Regions from separate parts of the Hordeum vulgare genome. Here region 2 is linked to region 1. The links are chromatin contacts, called in public Hi-C maps. All regions are on one chromosome and are shown on one strand. Each heading gives the region's core, a stretch centred on a gene start, on an enhancer-like site or on the middle of the called end of the contact. The rest is flanking DNA. Distances are from core to core; before and after follow the strand shown.

What was found. A called contact is a pair of places that touch in the nucleus more often than the background predicts.
Region 2: a contact with region 1 is called in a Hi-C map of seedling, with 4 times the contacts expected there. The contact joins the promoter of LOC123426874 here to the promoter of LOC123426872 in region 1. A contact is called at or near these places in 2 of 6 Hi-C or Micro-C datasets (leaf and seedling).

The regions. Positions count from the first base shown.
Region 1 is chr2H:504,519,654-504,526,335 of MorexV3_pseudomolecules_assembly, forward strand. It overlaps LOC123426872 (histone H3.3), which reads left to right and starts at 3,334. Exons shown (of 5, transcript XM_045110771.1): 1 at 3,334-3,436; 2 at 5,520-5,610; 3 at 5,785-5,861; 4 at 5,960-6,050; 5 at 6,148-6,571. The coding sequence starts at 5,539. The coding sequence ends at 6,318.
Region 2 is chr2H:504,709,955-504,716,636 of MorexV3_pseudomolecules_assembly, forward strand. LOC123426874 (WEB family protein At4g27595, chloroplastic-like) reads right to left here and starts at 3,785. Exons shown (of 4, transcript XM_045110774.1): 1 at 3,580-3,785; 2 at 3,276-3,393; 3 at 1,596-3,164; 4 at 974-1,377. The coding sequence starts at 3,701. The coding sequence ends at 1,611.

The sequences.
Region 1 (6,682 bases), core at 2,084-4,583:
TGAGTATATTTTTTCTTGTTCTCTGTGTGGTTGGTGAATTACTATGATTGGTTTAATTTGCTTGTGGTTATGTTGCTGTCCTTTGGTGCCCATCATATGACACCGCACGTGGATCACACCATAGGGTTAGTTGTATGTTGATATGACTATGCATTGGAGGACAAGAGTGTCAGAAGCTTCTTGATAACATAGAAATTGATTCATATGGGATTGAAGGGGGATAAGTATAGCTTAATGCTATGGTTAGGTTTTATCTTAATGAACGTTAGTAGTTATGGATGCTTGCTAATAGTTCCATTCATAAGGGCATAGAATTCCAAGTAAGGGATGCCATTCTAGCATCTGCCTCTCCCACATAAACACTTGATATCTATCTAGTGAATTAGCCAATTGCTTAGGAACAATTTCACAAATCCTACCACCACTTTCCCACACTTGTTATGTTTACTTTATTGTTCTTCTATTAAAACATCACACAACTTTTATTTTCATGTTGTTTATTATCTTGCAAAACTATCTTACTACACATACAAAGTACTTCTAGTTTTATCCCAGAAAGTAGTTTATTTCTTGTACTAGGTATAACAAACATTGTTGTGCATAAAGTTGTAACGGTGGTCGATAGAACTTGAGGAAATATTAATTCTACCTTTAGCTCCTTGTTGAGTTCGACACTCTTACTTATTGGAAAAGGATACAAACGATTCCCTATACTTGTGTGTTATCAGTACCACCTGCTAGTTTTATCTCCATGTGTGTAGGTTGTACATCACAAGCATAAAACTCATCATGAAGTTTAGGATAAAAGGTATAAGGTATTACATTAAATAGAGGAGCACATATCACAAATCCCATAACAAGATGTGCTACCAAATTAACAAGGCACTACCAGCTTACTAGCGCGGGCTGCCTTGATGCAACGTTTAAAAAAACATGTTACGTGTTTATCCATTGTTTCAATGGGCTTCTCATTTTTTCCTCCTTTTTCGGGTCTCTACCTAGATATTGCATGTAGCCTTTTCTTCCTCCTCGCTATATGTTCTTTGCTTAGGTACTCAAGTTGTGCCTTTCTAATCGAAAAGGGCAATTCTTTTACTCACTCATAATAATTTTCCATGGGAGTCACTGATACTTCTACCTCCAAGGTCTCCATAATGACCTCTTACTCGTGGTCCTCATCGATATAGCATTCTCATTTTTGAAATAGTGAGCAGACACGAGGAGCATACCCCATGTTGTCTTTAATGCCATTCGACTCACGTATGGACATGTGCCCGAAGTAGGTTTATCGGCACATGTGTGGGGTCAATGTAGGCGTCATCTGAATGAGACGATGAGGTGTGCTTAGCTTGGCGTGCAGCGGGCGACACCCTCGGTCGGCGTGCCGCTTCAGTGGCGGAGCCAGTGGGAGGTTGCATTCGCTTTGGACCGACATTAATGTAAAACGATCGCTCTACAACGACATGAGTGCAGGCAACTAGCATAGGAAGAAAACACGCTCCGGCAAGGGAGGGGGATTTTGGATGGACCAAGATGGTCCGAAGTGGGGTAGGTGTTGTCCGGACACCCGCAAAACCCTATGTTTGTCTCCGGTTTGGAAGAAAGCACACACAAAACACTTGATGGATCGATACAATCCCGCGTTGAATGTACTTTGCAGTCCCAATGTATCGAGGCGATTTGAGAGTCGGAGTTGAAGATATCTTAAAAAATTACAACCTTCTTTGATTTGTAATCTCTCAGTCTCATAATATAAGAACGTTTTTAACAATGAAAACGTTCTTATATTATGAGGCGGAGGGAGTAGTAAACTTGTAGGAATTTTATAGGATAGGGTTTTAAAAGTAAAAATTCGTACATAGCCTCTTGGTTTGTAGAAATGAATTTCTATTCCTATGTAGGATATGAACCAATCCTTGACATTTAAAAAAAATATATTTGCCTAGACTTAATAAAAATATCTTACCCTATACATCAAATGACATGTCTTTCTACTGTATAAATTGAGATGCATGTCATCTACTTTTTGTACTTTTCTTGTTTCTATGAGATTAGAGCAATTCTAACCGGATGACCCACTTCATTTGTCACAGTCCATTTGGGTCGTCACAGGTAAAAGTGAAGGGCCAACGCGCCGACCCATTTTCGAAACGCATCCGCTTCCCGTTCGTGCCAACCCATTTCAGACCCAAATTTAGGACTGAATTGCGTCGGCATGGACTCAAGCATACGCGGCGTCCGCCTTCTCATGTTTGCGTCCGTCCACGTGTGACATCTGGTCAAAACCAACATTGTCTTTATTAACGACGACCGTCCAACGCGGGCCAATGCATCGGCGGGAGCGACGACTGACGAAGGAGCACACAGAGGACCGACGGATCGAGTGGATGGAACGCGAGGCCGAAGCTGAGGAGGAGGAGCGATGTACTGCCCAACTAGCATCGGTGCAGCCACCGACAAACGAAGTCGTCGCCGCATGCGAGAGGACCTTCTACTCCGCTGGCCCGACGCCGACGCTCGTCGACCTCACCGGCTCCGACGACGATGATGAGGAAGACACCTAGAAAAGTGCGCCTTCTCGCTTTTCAGGCCGACAAAATTTCTTTCTTGAAAATAATTATTGTGTTTTTTTGCGCTCCCTAAAAATGAGTCATTGACGGATTGAATGCAAATGCCGATCCAATTACAAAACCGGATATAAATGTCTGTCGGCCCAACTCAACAAACAAAATACGGACAAAACACGTGTCCGTTTAGGTCGACCGGTTCGAATTACTCTTAGGCCCACTTTTTTGCTAGCTTTTAGAATAAGCTGAAATAAGCTGCCCCCTACCTAGCTTATTGTAGAAGCCCAACCAAATTTATTTATTTAGAAGCCTACTAATTAAGACTGTACTAATAGGCTTTTAAAAAATATATTTTTAGTTGAGCTTCTAGAATAAGCTGGATAAGGGCAGCTTATTCTATAAGCCAAAAAAAGCTAAAAAAAATAGACCCTTACAATGTTGTGAGATCTCACAGCGATCTGTATGCCGCATCAACTTGTCCGACCTACGAGAGGCTGCCAATTTTTCGTACATATACTATGGAAAAAACACACCCGTATACGACCACCAGTCGAACCACCGCACACTAATCCCCGATCCGCATCCTCCCTATCCTAGCCAATAGGAGCGCAGCGCGCAGCAACCGCGATCCGTGGCACCGCCCAACTGCTGGCCTCTGCCGTCCGATCGCTCGAGGCCAAGCACAAAAACATGACATCCAGGTCGTCCGCTCTGACCGAGACATGGCTGGCTGGCCGCTCCCGAGTATAAAACCCACCTCATCCTCTGAAAGGGAAAAAAAAAATCACTACTCAACAGCCGCTCTCCGAGTCTCCTGAAAGCTGCAACCTCCCCCTCTCGGCGAATTTGGGGTTTCCGAAGCGCGCGAGGTAACCCTCTCCCCCTTGCCCTCTTCGATTCGGCGTCGGTTCGGTAGCTTAATTCCTGCGTTCCCCGCCGTGGTTGATGACCTGTCCGCGTTAATCTCTCTGGGGCGGTTGATTCGTGATGAACATGGCGCGGATTTGAACTTTTAGGCGCGGTTAGGGTTTGGGCGTGGTTACAGATTCTATTGTTTCGACCGATGCTTTCGGGTCTTACCATGCTTTTGGGCGTTGTTTTGTTGTTTGATAGCGGACCGATTGATGTAGTTCGAGTTCGAATCGCATGATTTGACGATATATGGTTTCGCGTCTTAGCCATCAAAAGAATTTCCGCAGATCTGTAGATTCTTGTACACCGTTGTTGTACCCAAGTTCGTTAGCTGTGCAATATTTGATTTCTGTCGGCTAATCTGCTGGCACCTCAAATACGTACTCATGTTTGTTACAGTTGTATAAATTCTGCTTCGTATTATTGTGGTGCGTGCTATATCTTTTGAGTTGTTGAAACTCTTGTTTGGAGAATTGGTATCTGTGGGTTGGTAGTTTCTTTTAGGACTGTAAGGGTTGGAACAAATCGGCATGAGTTCATAGTGTTCATTGACATATGCAGTATCGGAAGTCTGCATCCAGCATGATCTGCGGTCAACGCAAATGTTATTATGATACTGTTCTGAGCTTGATGTTGTGAGCAACCTCACATATGGCAGGTTGCTATCTGGGTATGATAGGATCATGATAGTCTACTGTACTTAATTACTCTGATAGTGGAAGTGAATTGTGTGCATTGATACATGGAAGCAGTTGCATAGCCATTTTGAAAAGATAGCAAATGCGGCAGTGTCAATTGATTAATGTCTAGTGTTGAGTTATTTTATCTGAATTCATTCCTGTGATAAGATAAACTATAAGCATATTTGATGCTCATTCTTGCTAGTTAGTTTTATCCAAGTTAGTTAGTTGTGCAATATTTGATTCTGTTGGTTAATCTGCTCCTTGAATCTGTAATCTCATCTGTATTACAGTGGTATAAATTTCGCTTTGAATTATTGTAGTGCGTGCTATATCTTTTGAGGAGAGAACTCTTGTTTGGAAAATTTGGTATCTGAGGGCAGGTATCTGAGAGTTGTAATGAATTTGCTTGAGCTCATAGTGTTTATTGACGTGTCCAGTATCTAAAGTCTGCATAGGGCATGATATATGGTCAGTGCAAATGTAATTATGTTACTGTTTCAGTTTGATGTTGAGAGCAACCTGCTGTCTAGGTATCTGTGAATGATAGGACCAGGATAAACTGCTATGCTTAGTTGCTCTGATAGTGGAAGTGAATTGTGTGGATTGATACCGAATTCTGTTGGTTAATCTGCTTGTTTAATCCGTAATCTCATGTGTATTACAGTTGTATAAATTTTGCTTTGAATTATTTGAGTGTGTGCTATATCTTTTGAGCAGAGAACTCTTGTTTGGAGAATTCGGTATCTGAAGGCAGGTCATTTCTATTAGACTGTAGGGTTGGAACGAATTTGCATGAGCTCATAGTGTTTATTGACATCTCCAGATCTAAAGTATGCATACTGCATGATATATGGTCAGTGTGAATGTACTTAGGTTACTGTTTCAGTTTGATGTTGAGGGCAACCTGCTGTCTATGTATCTGTGAATGATAGGACCAGGATAAACTGCTGTACTTAGGTGCTTTGATAGTGGAAGTGAATTGTGTGCATTGATAAGCAGTTGCATAACCATCATGATAAGATTGCAAATGGAACAGTTTTGATAGCCTAACATCTAGTATTGATTTATTGTATCTGAATTGTACCAACTTGCTAGTTAGCTAATGTTCATTCTTGTGTAAAGTGAAAACTAACAGCATATGCAGATAACTATGTGAAGATGACGTTCAGTCATTATATGAGATACTAACTAGGAAGCATATAATTTTATCAGTGGACTGCTATTTCTTTTCTGGCTTCTATTTGCAAAATTAGAAATACACCGAATGATTTGCTAGCAACTATGCATGGTTATTAGAGAACTGTAGTTATGGTATTGTCATATTCATATGACTGACTATGATCCTTTTTTGCTTTAGGTGAACCAAAGTTTTGATCATGGCTCGTACTAAGCAGACTGCTCGTAAGTCCACTGGAGGGAAGGCTCCAAGGAAGCAGCTAGCCACCAAGGTTTGTCACTGCAACAATGACAGATTATTAGTGGTTTGAGTAAACGAACTTGTAAAATATGAACTGTTGCTCATACATGGCCAGTTTCTTATCAGATATCTTGTTGATATAGATGGATTGTTATGTTATTATTATTGTTTGGTTGACCATACACTCTGTTTTGCTGTTCAACAGGCTGCCCGCAAGTCTGCTCCCACAACTGGAGGAGTGAAGAAGCCTCACCGTTACCGCCCTGGAACTGTTGCTCTTCGGTGCGTAAAGCCTTCCAACCTATGCTAGCATGTGTTACTGCATACAGTTTCGTTTTAAAGTATTCTCAAATGAGTAAGCTTTGTGCTTGACTTTGCAGTGAGATCCGCAAGTACCAGAAGAGCACGGAGCTGCTCATAAGGAAGCTTCCATTCCAGAGGCTTGTCAGGGAGATTGCCCAGGACTTCAAGGTGATCAATCAACTTGTGCACTGCATTGCTATGCTCCTGTTATGTCAAATTCTTATCAATCAAGTAAGCTAAAAGCACCGTCGGTGTGTCTGTGCAGACTGACCTCCGCTTCCAGAGCCATGCGGTGCTTGCCCTTCAGGAGGCTGCAGAGGCCTACCTGGTGGGTCTCTTCGAGGACACCAACCTGTGCGCCATCCATGCCAAGCGTGTGACCATCATGCCCAAGGACATTCAGCTGGCTAGGAGGATCCGTGGCGAGAGGGCTTAAGCTGCTTTGCCTGTGGGAATGGCTCTGGTGGGCATAGCTCCGTGTGTCTGCTTTTGCTGCTGAACACTTATCATGTGTCGTGAACTACTAATACTAGTTGTCTGTAGTAATATGTCAGTACTGTACTCTGTCGTACTATGTTCTAGAGCTGGATCATTTGTTCGTTGGTCGTCCTGAAGCGTCCACATGGTGGGTTCTTATCTGAACCTTGCATTTTATGTTCGAAAATTAGTGATTGCGTGAACTGTTATTATGTGCCTGTGTCATGTTTTATTTGTATCTCTGTGATGCAAGTTTGAATTTGGGGGAGCACGAAGGCTAGTCAGGTTGCTGGCAAGTGAAATTTCTGATCATCTAGAGTGTT
Region 2 (6,682 bases), core at 2,535-5,034, 190 kb after region 1:
GCCCAATTCTCACAAACTGTCCCCCTGTATGAAATCTGACATTCAACAATTCGGCTCGGTCCATGTTTCCTAAACGAAAACCTACATTGCAAAAACCATTCATTCTTAGTGTTTTGGTGTGATCATAACACTACAAACACCAGTAATCAACCGATTTGAGCCCCCCAAAAACTGAACTTTCCCCTGTTAAAACCCTAACCCTAGCCAATCGAAGAACAAAAAAAAAGCTACTTGACAGAGGAGAAGAACTGGGCGCACCTTTTTCTTTGCTACGGATTACGACGCCGTCCTAAGCCACGATCACGCCATGGTCGTCCTCTCCGCCATGGATAGGTGAAGTAGTTGATGCGTCGCGGGGGGAGAAGGGGGAGGAAGGGGGCGAATGGAGAGTACGGAAATCGAGATGGTCCGGCTCAACCAAATGGAGAGGTTGCGTCGGACCCACCAACAGGAGCCAGGATGGAAGAAATCCCACCAAATCGACCTTTCCTCGTTTGGATATGCCAGCAAGGTTTAAATCAGACCGGGATTGAGGTGTTTAGGGTACAGACTTCAGAGATTTAGAGGTGGAGGTCCATTTACGTCGCGGCTTACACTCTCAGGGTTTAAATCAGACTTCACTCCTTGCCAACAGATGGAAAGAAGTCACGAGTGCTTCCAGATGAGTTGATCTTAAACCACAATGATGCTTGGTTCAGAAGGTTCGATTTTAAACCACTGTTGTATATGTTCGCAACCAAAATTTCAAACTCCAAAGAAGGGATGGGTAACTTGTGACGAACTAAAAGGTCGAGCTGGCGAACCAGCAAAGCATGCCACTTTGCACGTCCAGATTTTTGCTTGCCGTTTGGTCTGAAATGGTACGAGGCTACCGCATGAGTGAATCCAGGATAAAGTCAAGTCAGAGAGAAGAATGAAGATCAAAAGAAGCGACAATTCAGAAGCTGGACTAGTAAGAGTACTCAAGTACTCCTACTACGTATGAGCCGAGACCTTTTCTGGTATGCGTCCATTCTGTTGACATTACATGCAAACCGAGGCAAAACAATGGTGCCAAAATTCGCAAAATGCTGCCCAGAGCTATGCCTGTCACGTGGAAGGAAGGCTCCGATCATGTATTCATATTCCGGTGGCCATTCCTCTTCTGATCAACGACCACTATTACCGTTAACAGCACCTGCCCTAATCCACTGACAAATGGCGAGATTTGACTTGCCTGCACTAAACCACTGACAAATGGCGAGATTTGACTTTCCTTGGTGCTTCTAGAAACTCACGTGTAAAAGGAAAAAAAAACTACACACGTCAAGACTTGCCAGGGGCTGCATCTTGTACTAATGGCATCACCGTGTCCCCTTCAAATGCCATCTTTTCAACCTGCATGTACATCAGACACGAGAAATGTCAATACGTTCATCTTTTAGCCAAAAAAGTGTAGGTCTGACAAGTGACAGCGACTCTACAAACCATTCGAAATTTCGACGCAAAAGGAGAGAAACAGTTAGATACTTAGATGCAAGAATATCTCATTAGTCGTGTAAGTAGTATTTAGATGAACAAATCAAAACTAGATGCATTACATTACATTACATTACATGGGGTGATCAAATTCAAGTGTGCACCGGCGCCAAATTCGCCTTGTAGAAGCTTTTCCTCCGGAAGAGATCCCCGAACTTGCGAAGGATCGGCCTCTTCTTCTTGCCGTTCATGGGGTGGTCCATGTCCACGTAGTGGCTCTCGTCGATGTGGTCGAACTCGTCGTCGTAGTCGTCCATGGCCGCGTCCGCCGCGGCGGACTTGAGGTCGGCCATGTTGCTGAGCGACGCGAACATCCGGTCCTTGGGGTTGAGGTTCCCCATCCTCGCCGACTGCGAGTAGCCCACGCCCTTGAACTTGCCCGGCTCGCCGATCGAGTAGCTCCGGCCGCTCGGCGTCCTGGGCTTCTCCGCCATCCATCGCCGCGACGCCGTCTCCGGCGTCCCCTTGGCGCTGGCGACGAGGAGCCCGTTCGGCAGGTGCTGCTGGTCGAAGCCGCACTCCGGCGCCACGGGCGCGGGCGTGCTGCACGTCGTCGTCGTCGTGGCGGCGAGCAGGCTGTTGAGCTCGTTGAGGCTGCCCTGCGCGGCGGCCTCGCTGACCTTGATGCACTCGTACTCCTGCCGGAGGCTCTGCAGCGCGCTCTCCTTGTCGGCGACCACGCCGTTGAGCCGCGCGTTCTCGACCCGGGCGAGCTCCAGCGACTCCTTGACGGCGTTGGCCTCGCCGACGGCCTGCTTGAGGATGTCGCGGAGGCGGGCGTTCTCGTCGCGGATCACGCGCTGCGACTCCACAAGCTTGGTGTTCTCCTGGCGCGCCAGGTTCACCTCCTCCTCGGCCGCGCGCACGCACTCGAGGAACACGCGCTCCTTGTCGCCCCACGCGGCCGCCGACTCCTCGGCCTCGAGCCTGCACCGGTGCTGCTCCCGCAGCCGGGTCTCGGCGGCGGCCAGCTCCCCGCGCAGCCGCGCGGCCTCGGCATTGGCGGCCTCAAGCTCCGCCTGCGTGTCGGAGAGCCAGCGCTTGACCTGCTTGGCCTCCATGGTGACGTCGGAGAGCGCGAGGGACAGGTCGTCCAGCGCCTTGCGGCTCTTCTCCTCCCCCTGCATGGCCGTCCGGAGCTCGCCGCGCAGCGCCCTGATCTCCTCGTCGGCGCCGCCGAACACGAGGTCCTTGACGCTCCGCTGGTCCATGACGCCGCGCCGGGCCTCGAGGCTCCGGTTGCTCTGCTGCAGCGTGGCCATCTCCAGCTTGGCCTCCTCGAGGCTGATCTTGGTCTGCTCCAGCTGCTTGGTCTGGTATATGAGCGACTCCAGCATCTTGCGCTCCGACTCCTTGGCCCTCTCCACCTCCCGCTCCAAAAGCTGCGCCTTCTCCGCGCCGCCGCCATCGCTCCTCCTATGCTCGTCGAGCTCCCGCACCGCCCGCGCCTTGTCCTCCCGCTCGCTCCTCAGCTCCTCCTCAAGCCGCACCACCCGATCCTTGTCCTCCCGCTCGCTCCTCAGCTCCTCCTCAAGCCGCACCGCCCGACCCTTGTCACCCCGCTCCTTCGTGAGCCCCTCCTCCAGCTGCTGCGCCGGCGTCGGCGTCGGCATCGCGCCTCCGCCGCCGGTGACGCCGCGACGTTTCTGCCGGGCGGACAGTAAAACCAAGAAGCGCCGTTAAAACAAGAACAGAGCAGAAATATAATAGCTGGCGATGGGCAAATGCTTGGAAGGTAACGTAAGGCTGGCGCGTACCTCCGGGGAGGGGGACGCCTTGGAGGCGCCGGCGGTGGAGCGGGTGCGGTGGAACCGAGGGGAGGGCTTGGAGAGCGAGAGGGAGGACGCCCTGAGCCCCGCCTCGAAGGACCCGGATCTGCACGGCGGAGAATCACAGCTCATGGGAACCCGAATCGCATCGCGGAGCGTTACTAAATACTCTATGGCGGTCAAACAATAAAAGAAGAGCGCAAAAGAAGGATCTTATTGAGGCGGCGAGGCGGGGCGAGGGCGGGCATGGCCGCCGAGTGGAGTGGCCACTGGCCAGCGGTGCTCTGCTCACCTCGGCCTGGAGGAGAGCATCCCGGGCGCGCACGCGGGCGGCGCGGCTGCCGAGGAAAAAGAATTGCCGTGGCAGTGGCGGTGGAACCGTCTGAATTTTAGAAGATGGCCCCGGTGCAACATGTGCGGGCGGGCGCGATTAATAGTCCTGTTTCGTTTAGATTAGGGGAGGGGGGGAGTGAGGTCATGGGTTAGCAACGGAAAGAGAGTGGGTTCTTGTCGGGTTTGTTTAGTGGTGTGGCGCGGGCGAGGGCCGCAAATGGCGGTCGTGGGTCGTGGGACGCGCGCTTGCAGGCGGGGGCCGGGGAGTGGTCAACCCGCGGAAGTTTTCTTCTTCTTGGTGTTTGTGGCCTGATTGGTGGAGGTTTTGGATGGGTTTGAATTCATCGGAACGGATCGGACCAAAGGCGGTGACAGTGGCATGCATGCATGCCCGGGTGCGTGCCGACCGGCGCGTCGAGTAGTGGGGATTGTTGTTGTACGAAGGAAGCATCGTGCATGGGTGCGGGTTGTTCGGGCCCTGACTCGTGCGGACTGACTGACTGGATTGATTTGGTGGGGCGGGGCAAAATTCCGGTCTCACGTGAGGCCAGAGCCGCGTCTTGCTTTGCTTGCTGCTCCAGTGGTGGGATTTGGTGGGTCAAACCTTGTCTGCAGGAGAATTCTACGTGCAGTTGCAGCCCTTGTGCACGTTGGGCCATCCGTCGTCAGCGAACAATTCGCAGCTCCGGGGTTATTACAGCATCTTCGCTGCCGTGCACAGTGTCGCTTTGGTACCCCCACTCCCAGCTGAAAACGTTGCTTTTTCTTGTGCAGTGGCGGTGGATCAAGGGCAACGGTGGAGTGGAGGTGAGGACATGCTATGCCATCTCAAGATCAAGGCTTCAACAATTTGATGTGAACTGATGCCTGTACCAGTACCATATCAGTACTAGTATTTGCCAGTGTGGGAAGCCGTGAAATCGTAAACTTTGGACTGATTCGATCCGAGCTGAATCTGTGGACGGGTTTCGAGGCCACCAACGACGTGAAGCTCGGGTAAGGAGCTTCCAACCGTAGTAAACGAGAAAGTCATGATTCCTTTATAGGAGTAGGTATGGAGGGACAAGGATCACAGCGTCAACCATGATGAAAAAATTGATCGCTGTGTGAAATGTGCCGGAATCTTCTATTTGTAAAAAATTACAACCCACTATCTATTTTTTCTATACATGCAACTACCGTATATTCACATAAGTAATCCACGCATGTAAGTCATAAATTACATCATTTTTTTATTATTCTATGCATGCAAGTATCATATCATTAATTCATGCATGTTACTTTTAAGTTAATATATGTGTTAGTCGTATGTACAATATATATGTAGTTTACATTCACTTTTTTGTTAAAAATAACATTCTTTTTACTGCATTTTTTATACATTTTCTATTTTATTTTCATTTATAAGCTTCCATTCGTTTTCCATAAGTTATAGATGTTTTTAGTAACTTTCGTGACTTTTAAAAAAAAAAAATCCACAGCAACGCGTAAGGATATCATCTCATAGTAACAAATGCAAGAGTACAATTCAGAACCAAATTGGCACTGTCAGCAGTTATCAATGCATAACCGCATACTACCCTCCTGTCCGGTGTGTTAGGCCTTGTCAAATTCTCTGCAACCAAGGCTTTATTCGATTGGGTGATCAAAAGTTAGTGAGAGAGGAAATATCCTCCAATGACAATGTTTATCTTCAGTGGCGGAGTCAGGATTTAGATATGGAGGAGGGCAAGCCAACAAAATAAAAAAATTCAGTACAAAATTAATCATATAGGACAAGGTTTTGCTGAAGTGACATAAAAATGTCATTACATTTCTATTAATTTAAAGTGGCCTCTACGATTGCCGATCACATCAAAAATATTAACAATTTTATCAAAAGATATCTTAGCTGTTAAATTTTTTTCTATGTAAATTATCGTGCTTATTTCGAGATTTGGTAACATCAACATACCTATTAATTTCATTATAAAGTCAACTCAACTCTCAAGATAAAAATCAACAAAGATATAACTTAATATAAGTTAAGTAATTTTAGAAAGTAGAAGAACATACTTGCGGTCCAAATCTACGATATCAATCTCATGCTTGACACAAAAAGATTTGACCTCCTCTAAAAGATATTCCCAACCATGTTCTCTTAGCTCACCAAGTAGGACCTTTGTGTTAGAAACAGAACCCAAGGCATTTAAAATATCCAAAGATTGCTTGGATTCACACTGCTTGGATTTGAAACTCAACGTGGATCCGCTTCACTAACTGAACTTGGATTCACACTACTTGGATTTGTGACTGAACTTGAAGAAACCGGCTTAAAAAAACACTAATCTTAATGGTATTTTGCCCTGCTTTTCTTTTCATAGTTGTTGCATGAAGTTCGACATAATCACTTAAAAATTTGAAGTGATGAGCTAAAAAATTACAGGAATTGCAGCGAGTAGTGAGTGTAGCCATATACCTGAGTACGTGAATACAGTTATACAGATAAACAGTTAACTACAGACAGAATCGACACTCCGGCAGCCGGTCATGTTGGAAATATGCCCTAGAGGCAATAATAAAATAATAATTATTATATTTCCTGTTTCAAGATAATCGTTTATTATCCATGCTATAACTGTATTGAATGGAAACATAAATGCATGTGTGGATATATAGATAAAATTGTGTCTCTAGTGACTCTCTAGTTGACTAGCCTGTTGGTCAAGGATGGTTAAGGTTTCCTAGCCATAGACAAGTGTTTTCACTTGATGACAGAATCACATCATTAGAAGAATGATGTGATAGACAAGACCCAAACTATAAACGTGGCATATGATCGTGTCATTTTGTTGCTATTGTTTTCTGCATGTCAAGTATACATTCCTATGACCATGAGATCATGTAACTCACTGACACCGAAAGAATGCCTTGTGTGCATCAAACGTTGCAACGTTACTGAGTGACTATACAGGTGCTCTGCAGGCATCTCCGAAGGTGTCCGTTGAGTTAGCATGGATCAAGACTGGGATTTGTCACTCCGTGTGACAGAGAGATATCTCGGGGCCCACTCGGTAATACAA